Regions from separate parts of the Sus scrofa genome. Here regions 2 and 3 are each linked to region 1. The links are chromatin contacts, called in public Hi-C and promoter capture Hi-C maps. All regions are on one chromosome and are shown on one strand. The core of a region is the stretch at or near the end of the contact, and the rest is flanking DNA. Distances in the headings are between cores, read along the strand shown. Region 1 holds the start of TPM1 (tropomyosin 1 (alpha)). Region 2 overlaps LOC102163023 (a long non-coding RNA gene). Region 3 has its middle 91 kb from the start of MIR190A.

Region 1 (2,700 bases), core at 78-2,577:
ACAAGACCCTTACCAGCTCTGCCTCAGCCAGACTCAAGCAGGGCTTTGGGGCAGCCTCTTTTCTTCCCCTCCCACCGAAGCTCTAAAAAGAGCAGGCTTTTTCCCAGTGGGGGCTGGGAGGAGTAAGAGGTGTAGGGGAAATGCTTCTGCCTCCAAGCAGAGCTTACTACACAGAGCTGGGCCTGTTCCCTCCAAGTTACAGCTGTAGATATGATGACTTGGCTGGGATAACATTTATCCCATGTTTTGGCAACCTACTACCTCAGTGCTTAACATGGAAAGAGGCCAATTCCCTCAAATCGGTGCAAGAAAAAGGAGAAAAAGTTAGATCTGGAGGCACCTTGGGGCTCATCTACCCCCTGGATTGAAAGATGAGGAAACTGCAGCCTGGCGACTAAGTCACTTATCAAGGTCACAGAGCTGCTGCTGATTAAGACCAAAGACCAAGTTCCCTGCTTCTAAACTCAGTGGCCTCTCCCTTTAAACTCACATCCACCCACCTACACACCAACAAATACACCCCACCCTTTGCAAAAGTAGCCCACTCAGGCACACACAGAGATGAGTCAATGGGTCCTATGTCCCTAAAGTATACGACTGTCTCTCCCCTTTGGGACAGGGCACTGCATAAGACAAATTCTTAGACATTCTGACCCAGCAGAGAAAGTCTTTAGAGCAGCCCCCAGGCCTTCCTCTCAACTCTTCCTTTCTCTACTCCTGTTGAACTTCCAAAACGTGAAAGCCCTGGCTCACACCAAGTAGGGTGAGAGCTGCCAGGAGAACCCTTGGGGAACAGTGCCCAGAGCGAGCTTAGGGGCCGGGGACCCCGGGGCCTGATGCTTAACGCGCCGGGGCAGAGGTGAGGGAGAAGCGCATCCACTGTCTGCAACCCCCCTCCGGCCTTCTGCCACTCCAGACTCTAGGCTAGGGACCTTAAAGGCGGGACTTGGGCTCTGGGAGGAGGGGGCACGAAGGGCAGAAGGCAGAGGTTAGCGCCTCCGCCCCGGCTCGGCCCCTGCGAGGCCCCGGTGCCCAGTCCCTGGCGCGCAGGTTTGGAAAGCGGGAGGCCTCGCCCGACAGCCGCCTAGGCTGCTCGGGTCCCCATATATAGTCATATCCACCGTCAACTGGGAGGCCGGCAGGCGGCAGCGAATGGGCGTGCGGCCCCCGCGGGAGCAGCGGGGAGGGCGCAGGGGGGCGGAGGGAGGAGAGGGGGAAAGGGGGCAGGAGAAAAAAGCTTTTCCAAAAAAGTATTGGCTGTCTTGAGGAATGCGGTCGCCCCCTTGGGAAAGTACATATCTGGGAGCAGCAGGCAGCTCAGCACTCGCACTCCAGCTCGGCCGCTCCACCGCGCGCTCGCCTCCCCGCTTCTGCCGCAGCCCCAGGGCCCCTTACCGCCGCCACCATGGACGCCATCAAGAAGAAGATGCAAATGCTCAAGCTCGACAAGGAGAACGCCTTGGATCGAGCGGAGCAGGCGGAGGCCGATAAGAAGGCGGCAGAGGACAGGAGCAAGCAGGTCTGCGCCTCCCCAGCCTAGCGCCCGCCGGGGGCTGGGAGCCCCCGGACCTGAGCCTGGCACCCCTTCGCGGTCCCTCAACCTGAGGACTCCGGGAGCCGCCCCCAGCCCTGGGCTTCTGAGAAGGGGGAGGGGAAGAGCGAGACTCGGGCGTATTCTAACTTTTTCTCGTCTGGGGACGCTTATTTCCCTACTCTGGTTCCCAGAGCCCGCGAAGTCCATTCAGGTCCTAGAGGCACTTGATTCTAAGGATCTGAAATCAGTTTGGGATCGGCGTAGGGATGCGTTTGAAGGGAATCAAGTCCAGAAAGTATTACAAGTTCTTCTGGATTTTTCACTGGAGAGAATAAAACTTTTATGTGGAATAGAGACGGGGCCGGGGGCGGGGGCAGAGGGACGGGACAGTCCTGGAGTTTTTTCCTAAAAGCAAAGATGGGACAGAATAAACAATAGGCCCGAAGTCTAAGGAGACGGGAGCGTTTTTCTGCACCCCCAAGTTGGACTTGAGTCCACTGAAACCTTGGCAGGAGTCTTGTCCCGGAGAAGGTGGGGGTGCTGAATGGGCTAGGGGCTAGACGAAGTTATCCAAAGGCCTTTGAGCCCCACTTCGGCGGTGCCCCAAACCCAGAGGACCCCAGCCAACCCGGTGCCCCGTGTGTTGTGTGTGTGTGTGTGTCTAACACCCGGTCCGTGCCGGCCGCCCGCGCCCGCCCGCCGCCGCCACCCCGCGCCCCCCCCCTCCCCGCCCCCAGCTCGAGGAGGACATAGCGGCCAAGGAGAAGCTGCTGCGGGCGTCGGAGGACGAGCGGGACCGGGTGCTGGAGGAGCTGCACAAGGCAGAGGACAGCCTCCTGGCCGCCGATGAGGCCGCCGCCAAGGTACCCAGGGCGCGCGGCGCGGCTCACGAATGGCTAACTCTGTCTCTCTCTCTCTCTCTCCCTCCCTGTCTTTCCCTTTCTCTCTCCCGCTGTCCCTGTCCTTCTGGCTCTGTGCACCCATATCCCATCACTGCGGGATCACGCTGCCTGCTGCACCCCCCCCTCCCGCCCCCGTCCCCCACGGCCAACTCTCAGCTGGAAGATGAGCTGGTGTCGCTGCAAAAGAAGCTCAAGGCCACCGAAGATGAACTGGACAAATATTCCGAGGCTCTCAAAGATGCCCAGGAGAAGCTGGAGCTGGCG
Region 2 (2,700 bases), core at 49-2,548, 72 kb after region 1:
TCTATTTTTTTCACTTTTTAAAATTTTATTGAAGTATGGTTGATTTCCAATGTTGTGTTAATTTCTGCTGTACAGCAAAGTGATTCCATTATACATATACCCATATCTATTCTTTTTTTAGATTCTTTTCCCATATAGGTTATCCCAGAATATTGACTAAAGTTTTCCTGGGCTATGCAGCAGGTCCCTGTTGACCATCCATTCTATATATAATAGCGTGCATATGCCAATCCCAAACTCCCAATCTCCCAATTGGAAAATCATTTAAAATGTTCACTCATGGGCCCTTCCCCAGACCTACTGAGTCAGAACCCATCCCTGGGGTTCAGGCCAAGGAAACAACACTTCTAACAGTAAGTTTATGCCTGTTGTTGATAACAGGCTTTCTACATGTTTCAGAGCACACCAGAGTTTGAGAACCACCAGCCTGAAGCCCAGCATCCTCAGCGTGGCTCAGAAGGCCTGCACCATCTGGCTCTGCCTGCCTTTGGCCTCACCTCCATCAGCCAGATTGAAATACTCCCTGTTCTAGAAACAGGCGTTGTACCTGTAAGCCTCTGCACCTTTGCTCAGTCTGTTTCCCCTGCCTCATTTGCCTTTCTATCTACTAGGCAAATTCCTGTTTCTATTCCAAGGCCCTCCTGAAATGCTCCCTCAGTCTCTGTCCCTCCCCACAACTCCTTCCCTAGGGAGACTCAGCTGCTTTCTCTTTCCTTCCCAGAGCTGCTGCTGTCTGCCTCTCTCATAGCACTTACTGTGTGATTGAGTTCTAAGGCTCTACTTCAGTTCAGGGATGCAGGCAGCACACATTGTTCATTTGTGCCTATTTGAAAAAGGCACCCCTTCCTCCAGAGCCAGACGCACAGGTTGGCAATAGGAGCACAAGCTGAGGAGTGCTGGTGGATTAAGGACCTGGTGTGGTCAGGTCACTGCCATGGTAGTCGTTCAGTCATGGCCTCAGAACTTCCCATGCCAAGGGCCTGGGCGGAAAAAAAAAAAAAAAAAAAAAAAAAAAAAGGAGCACAGGCTGGCTTCCAGCTCATTCACCCCTCCACAGGCATCCTTGTGCAGAACACAGCCTGCCAGGCCAGGAAGACACTCGCCACTTGTCGTCTCTGCTAACACAGAGCTCCCAAGGGTCCCTGGCACTCAGTCATCTCTGTATGTCCCCAGCATTGAAGCCTGGCCCTGTTGTGACTTTCTATAAAAGGTTTTCTAAGCTGACGTGTGTTGAACACAGCCTGTGAACACAGGCAGGTTTGCTCCACACATGCGTCATCAAATGCCTGGAGTGGCAGAAGGCCCTCAGAGCAGCAGAGGCGGGATAAATAAGGCCATCTGTTCTGTTCTCTGTGGATTCTGGATATTTTAACATCTGCAACTGAAAATTGTTTAGAGCTGTGAGACTAAAATAGACACCTCTAGCCATCCATTACCTCATTCTTTGCTTTTTGGACCTAAAAAAAATCCTTGCCCACTTCCCCAGGAGGTAAATCTGACTGAGGCTGGTCGTTACTAAGGCCACTGGTGAAATCACATGCCTGAAAGTCCCTCTGTTGGATCCATTCTGCGACACAACATGCTCAGCAGTGAAGGGGGGAACCCATCAGGCCTTCCTGGTCAATTCAGAGGACACAGTCAGCTCTGGCAACAGAGGTACAGAGCCATGTTTCAAGACATTTTATTGACCTAAAAAGAAGGGGCATGGAGTTCCCATTGTGGCACAGCGGAAATGAATCTGACTAGGAACCATGAGGTTGCAGGTTCAATCCCTGGCCTCGCTCAGTGGGTTAAGGATCTGGTGTTGCTGTGAGCTGTGGTGTAGGTCACAGACATGGCTCGGATCCCAAGTTTCTGTGGCTGTGGCATAGTCTGGCAGCAACATCTCTGATTAGACCCCTAGCCTGGGAACCTGCATATGCCCCAGATGCGGCCCTGAAAGGACAAAACACAAAAAAAAAAAAAAAAGAGAGAGAGAGAAGGGGCATGGAACGCCTGTAAGGTTTGGCCCCGTTTCCCAAGAGTTTAAAATTCCCTTTACAATAATGAGAATACATTCATGTATGACTCGATTACTTTCTTTAAAAAGGTCATTATGACATTTCAAGACAGGGCGATTTGCTAACTTTTCGTTGGTCCCAGTCTAGGAGAGGCATTGGTTGGCTCTTCAGATGATGGAATTTGAACACCTATTTTGTCTTTAATCACTAAGGCAAGGACCAAACAATTAAGTTGATAAGTTGAGGAAAAGAGATGTGGGAGGAAAATAATCATACAAATATAAACTGAAAGATTTACAGAAAGAACTAGGGACTTTAGTAGTTGAGAGCTTATTTTTTTTAATTTTCAACAAAAATGATATTAGAGGGGAGTAAACAGTTCTAATTTCTACTCCTACTCAGCCAGTCTACTTCCTAAAGTTTCTATTTTATCTTTTTATAGGTCATAGCACATTTAGTCTTTACAACAAAACTTCACTGTCATTGTTATTAGCTCTAATTTATAGATGAAGAAACTGAGGTTCAGATATCATCACCTAAATTCAGATTGTATGGGATTATATGGTAAAAGTATATTTAGTTTTATAATAAATCACTAAACTGTCTTTCAAAGTTACTGTACCTTTTTCCATCCCACCAGCAAAGACAAGAGTTCCTGCTGCTCCATATCCTTGCCAGCATTTGGTGTTCTCAGTGTACT
Region 3 (2,700 bases), core at 102-2,601, 120 kb before region 1:
TATACTTCATGAAACATTTTCAAAGATCCACCAATTAAAAAAGCTAGCTAGCACTCTGAATCACAAAGCAGCAGCCTGAGGTAGACCTGATTCTGATTTTTGAGCAGATCCTCGAGGAAATCATTCACTGTGTGCCTCGGAGTCTTCATCAGAGAGATGGAGGGAAGGCTGCCGTCCTGTGCTCCCAGCTGGATGTGGTGGTTTATGTAGAGAAACCTTATTCACCAAGAGGATGTTGTGGGCGTTTGTGTCATTTCACTGTATGGTAGGAAGCTGCTCTTGACAAACATTCATTTCGTGAAAGCTGGCCTTTTCATTGTAGACCCTGACTTGGTCTTTGAATGTGCCTTTTCCTCACTGTTTTTAACCTCTCCAGCTCCTCAGTCTCATACAACACTGCCTCCATCTGGGTGTCTCTCCTTATGACATTAGGGTATCTGGTCTCAAAAATGGCAACTGAAACATGACATCCACTGGGAATATGGAAGCTTATTTGGTTGTGTTCAGGAACAATCCACACAGTGGCTAAATGGAGAGCCAGGGGTAGCAAATTCTGAAAAGCAGCCCCTCACCACTCCTAAGTTCGGTTCTGCGTCTTAGAAACTGTGGTTTATTCAGGCTGGCTCTGGCCTCCTCCCACTTCCTCTGACCTTCCAGATCCTGCCACGGTCTCTTCCTTGCAGCCCTGATCCTGGACGCCCCTGACCCGTGTCCTCCTACTCCCATCTGTTCTCTGCTAACAGTCCCAACAGAAAGCACATGGTAACCTCGTTAACTCACCATGTCCACCATCAAATGGAATTTTACCACTTCTCCTAAGGATAGGGCTTTACAACAGAATGCCTCTCTTGCTCCACTCCTGGCCTTTGTGCTCTTGTCACACACTTTACTTCTACATAGTTATAAACTCCACACTACATTTTTCTATTTTTTATTGAGGTACCATTGGTATGTGCACTATATAAATTTCAGGTGGACAGTGTTAGAATTCGACGTCTGTGTACTCTATAGAGTGATCACGAGCAAAGATCTAGTTCCCTCCATCACCATACAATTGACCCTCTTTAATCATTTCCTCCACCCCTTCGTCCCCTTCCCCTCTGGTAGCCAGTCTGTTCTCTGTATCTGTGAGTTAGTTTTTGTTTGTTCATTTTTTTTTCTGTATTTTTTTACATTCCGCAGATGAGTGAAATCATACATTGCTACCTGTTTTGCTCCAAACAGTCAAATGTCATTTAAGGAGAATTAGATACTTTTAAAAAAATCTTACTCTTTAGCCATGAAGTTAACATCTCTGGTGCTGTTCATTCCTTTGCTGAGATTCATATTTCCCTCTTGAGTCATTTTCTTTCTGCCAAAAGAACTTACTCTAACATTGCTTATGCTGCAGTTCTGCTGTTGGTGGATTCTTTCAGCTTTTGTGTGACTGAAAAAGTGTTGTTTTTTTTTTTTTCACTTTTGGTTTTGGAAAATGTCCTTGCTATATATAGAATTCTAGGGCGATACATTTGAAAAAAAAAACTTCAGTCTTTAAAAGACGTTGCTTCACTCTTTTCACATTATTTTCTAAAGAAAACTAAATGCTGACCTTCTTATCTTTGTTCCATAGTACAGAACACATGTCTTTCTTTGGTTGCTTTTAAGAGTTTTTCTTTGTCATTGATTTTGAGCAGTTTGACTATGGCATGCCCTGGTGTAGCTTTATTCATGTTTCTTGCGCTCAGAGTTTGTTGAACTTGGACATGTGAATTTATAGTTTTCATCCCAGATTTTTTCCCCTTCTCCCTCAAGGACTCCTCTTACACATATGTTGGGCTGTTTGGAGTGGTCTCATGGCTCACCGATGCTCTGTTCGTTTCTTTCCCACTGTTTTTTTCTCTGTAATTTCTGTTGGATAGTATTGCATCTTCCCTGTTGCTGGGTCTTCAAGTTCACTAGTCTTCCTTCTGTAATATCTAATCTTCCATTAATCCAGTCTCAGACATTGTAATTTTCATCTCTAGAAGGTTGATTGGAATCTTTTTTATATCTCTCATGTTGACATGTTCAGTGTTTTCTTCAGCTTTTTGACTATATAAAATAGTTATACCAATTGTTCTAGTGTCCTCCTCTGCTGCCTTTAGCATCTGTCAGGTTCTTTTGTTTGTTTAAGTGTTTTTGTCCTCACCGTCTTTTAAAAATTTTTTACTAAAGTATGGTTGATGTACAATATTATATAAGTTACAAGGGTACAAGGTAGTGATTCATAATTTTAAAGAATGGGTCAGTTTGGGTTGATTGACTTAGTACTTCAGTCTGGGCCTTAGTTTCCCATCCTTTGCATGCCTGACAACTTTTTATTTGATGTCAGACTCTTTGGGGCACTGGATATTTTTGTATTCCTATAAATATTCTTTTTTTTTTTCCTATAAATATTCTTGAGCTTTGTTCTGGGACATGGTTCAGTTCCTTGGGAACAACTTGATACTTTTAGACCTTGCTTTCATGATTTGTTAAGTGGCTCTGGAGGACTCCACCTATGGTTAATTATTCCCTGCTACTGAGGCAAAACTTTCCTGTGCATTCTAACATTGCCCTGTGAATTACGAGTTTTTCCATCTGGCTTGTGGGAACAAGAACTATTTTCAGTTTTGTGTGACCTCTGAGGATTGTTCCTTCTAATCCTTTTGGGTGGTTCTTTTTCCGGCCTTGGGTAGTTTC

What was found. Promoter capture Hi-C pulls out the DNA fragments that hold promoters and counts their contacts. Hi-C and Micro-C count contacts between places; a contact is called where the count stands out from the background.
Region 2: a contact with region 1 is called in a promoter capture Hi-C map of skeletal muscle, with 5 times the contacts expected there. The contact joins the enhancer-like site here to the promoter of TPM1 in region 1. A contact is called at or near these places in 3 of 5 promoter capture datasets (fetal skeletal muscle, liver and skeletal muscle), 16 of 47 Hi-C or Micro-C datasets (alveolar macrophages, brain, embryonic fibroblasts and 11 more) and 1 of 2 datasets of contacts at active chromatin or transcription factors (skeletal muscle).
Region 3: a contact with region 1 is called in a Hi-C map of embryonic fibroblasts, with 3 times the contacts expected there. The contact joins the enhancer-like site here to the promoter of TPM1 in region 1. A contact is called at or near these places in 1 of 5 promoter capture datasets (fetal liver), 3 of 47 Hi-C or Micro-C datasets (embryonic fibroblasts and skeletal muscle) and 1 of 2 datasets of contacts at active chromatin or transcription factors (skeletal muscle).

What each region holds. Positions count from the first base shown.
Region 1 is chr1:109,014,577-109,017,276 of Sscrofa11.1, reverse strand. TPM1 (tropomyosin 1 (alpha)) reads left to right here and starts at 1,327. Exons shown (of 10, transcript NM_001097483.2): 1 at 1,327-1,519; 2 at 2,593-2,700. The coding sequence starts at 1,406.
Region 2 is chr1:108,942,584-108,945,283 of Sscrofa11.1, reverse strand. LOC102163023 (a long non-coding RNA gene) reads left to right here. Exons shown (of 5, transcript XR_300930.3): 2 at 400-549; 3 at 1,487-1,656; 4 at 2,641-2,700. Among named protein-coding and RNA genes, the nearest start is that of LACTB, 19 kb to the right of the region's middle. Within about 2 kb of position 1,298, at least 17 of the 83 cell types and tissues checked have an H3K27ac peak or open chromatin away from gene starts, as enhancers often do. A contact at or near this core is called in fetal skeletal muscle and skeletal muscle, where this site is marked.
Region 3 is chr1:109,133,557-109,136,256 of Sscrofa11.1, reverse strand. No RefSeq gene overlaps it. Among named protein-coding and RNA genes, the nearest start is that of MIR190A, 91 kb to the left of the region's middle. Within about 2 kb of position 1,351, at least 5 of the 83 cell types and tissues checked have an H3K27ac peak or open chromatin away from gene starts, as enhancers often do. A contact at or near this core is called in embryonic fibroblasts, where this site is marked.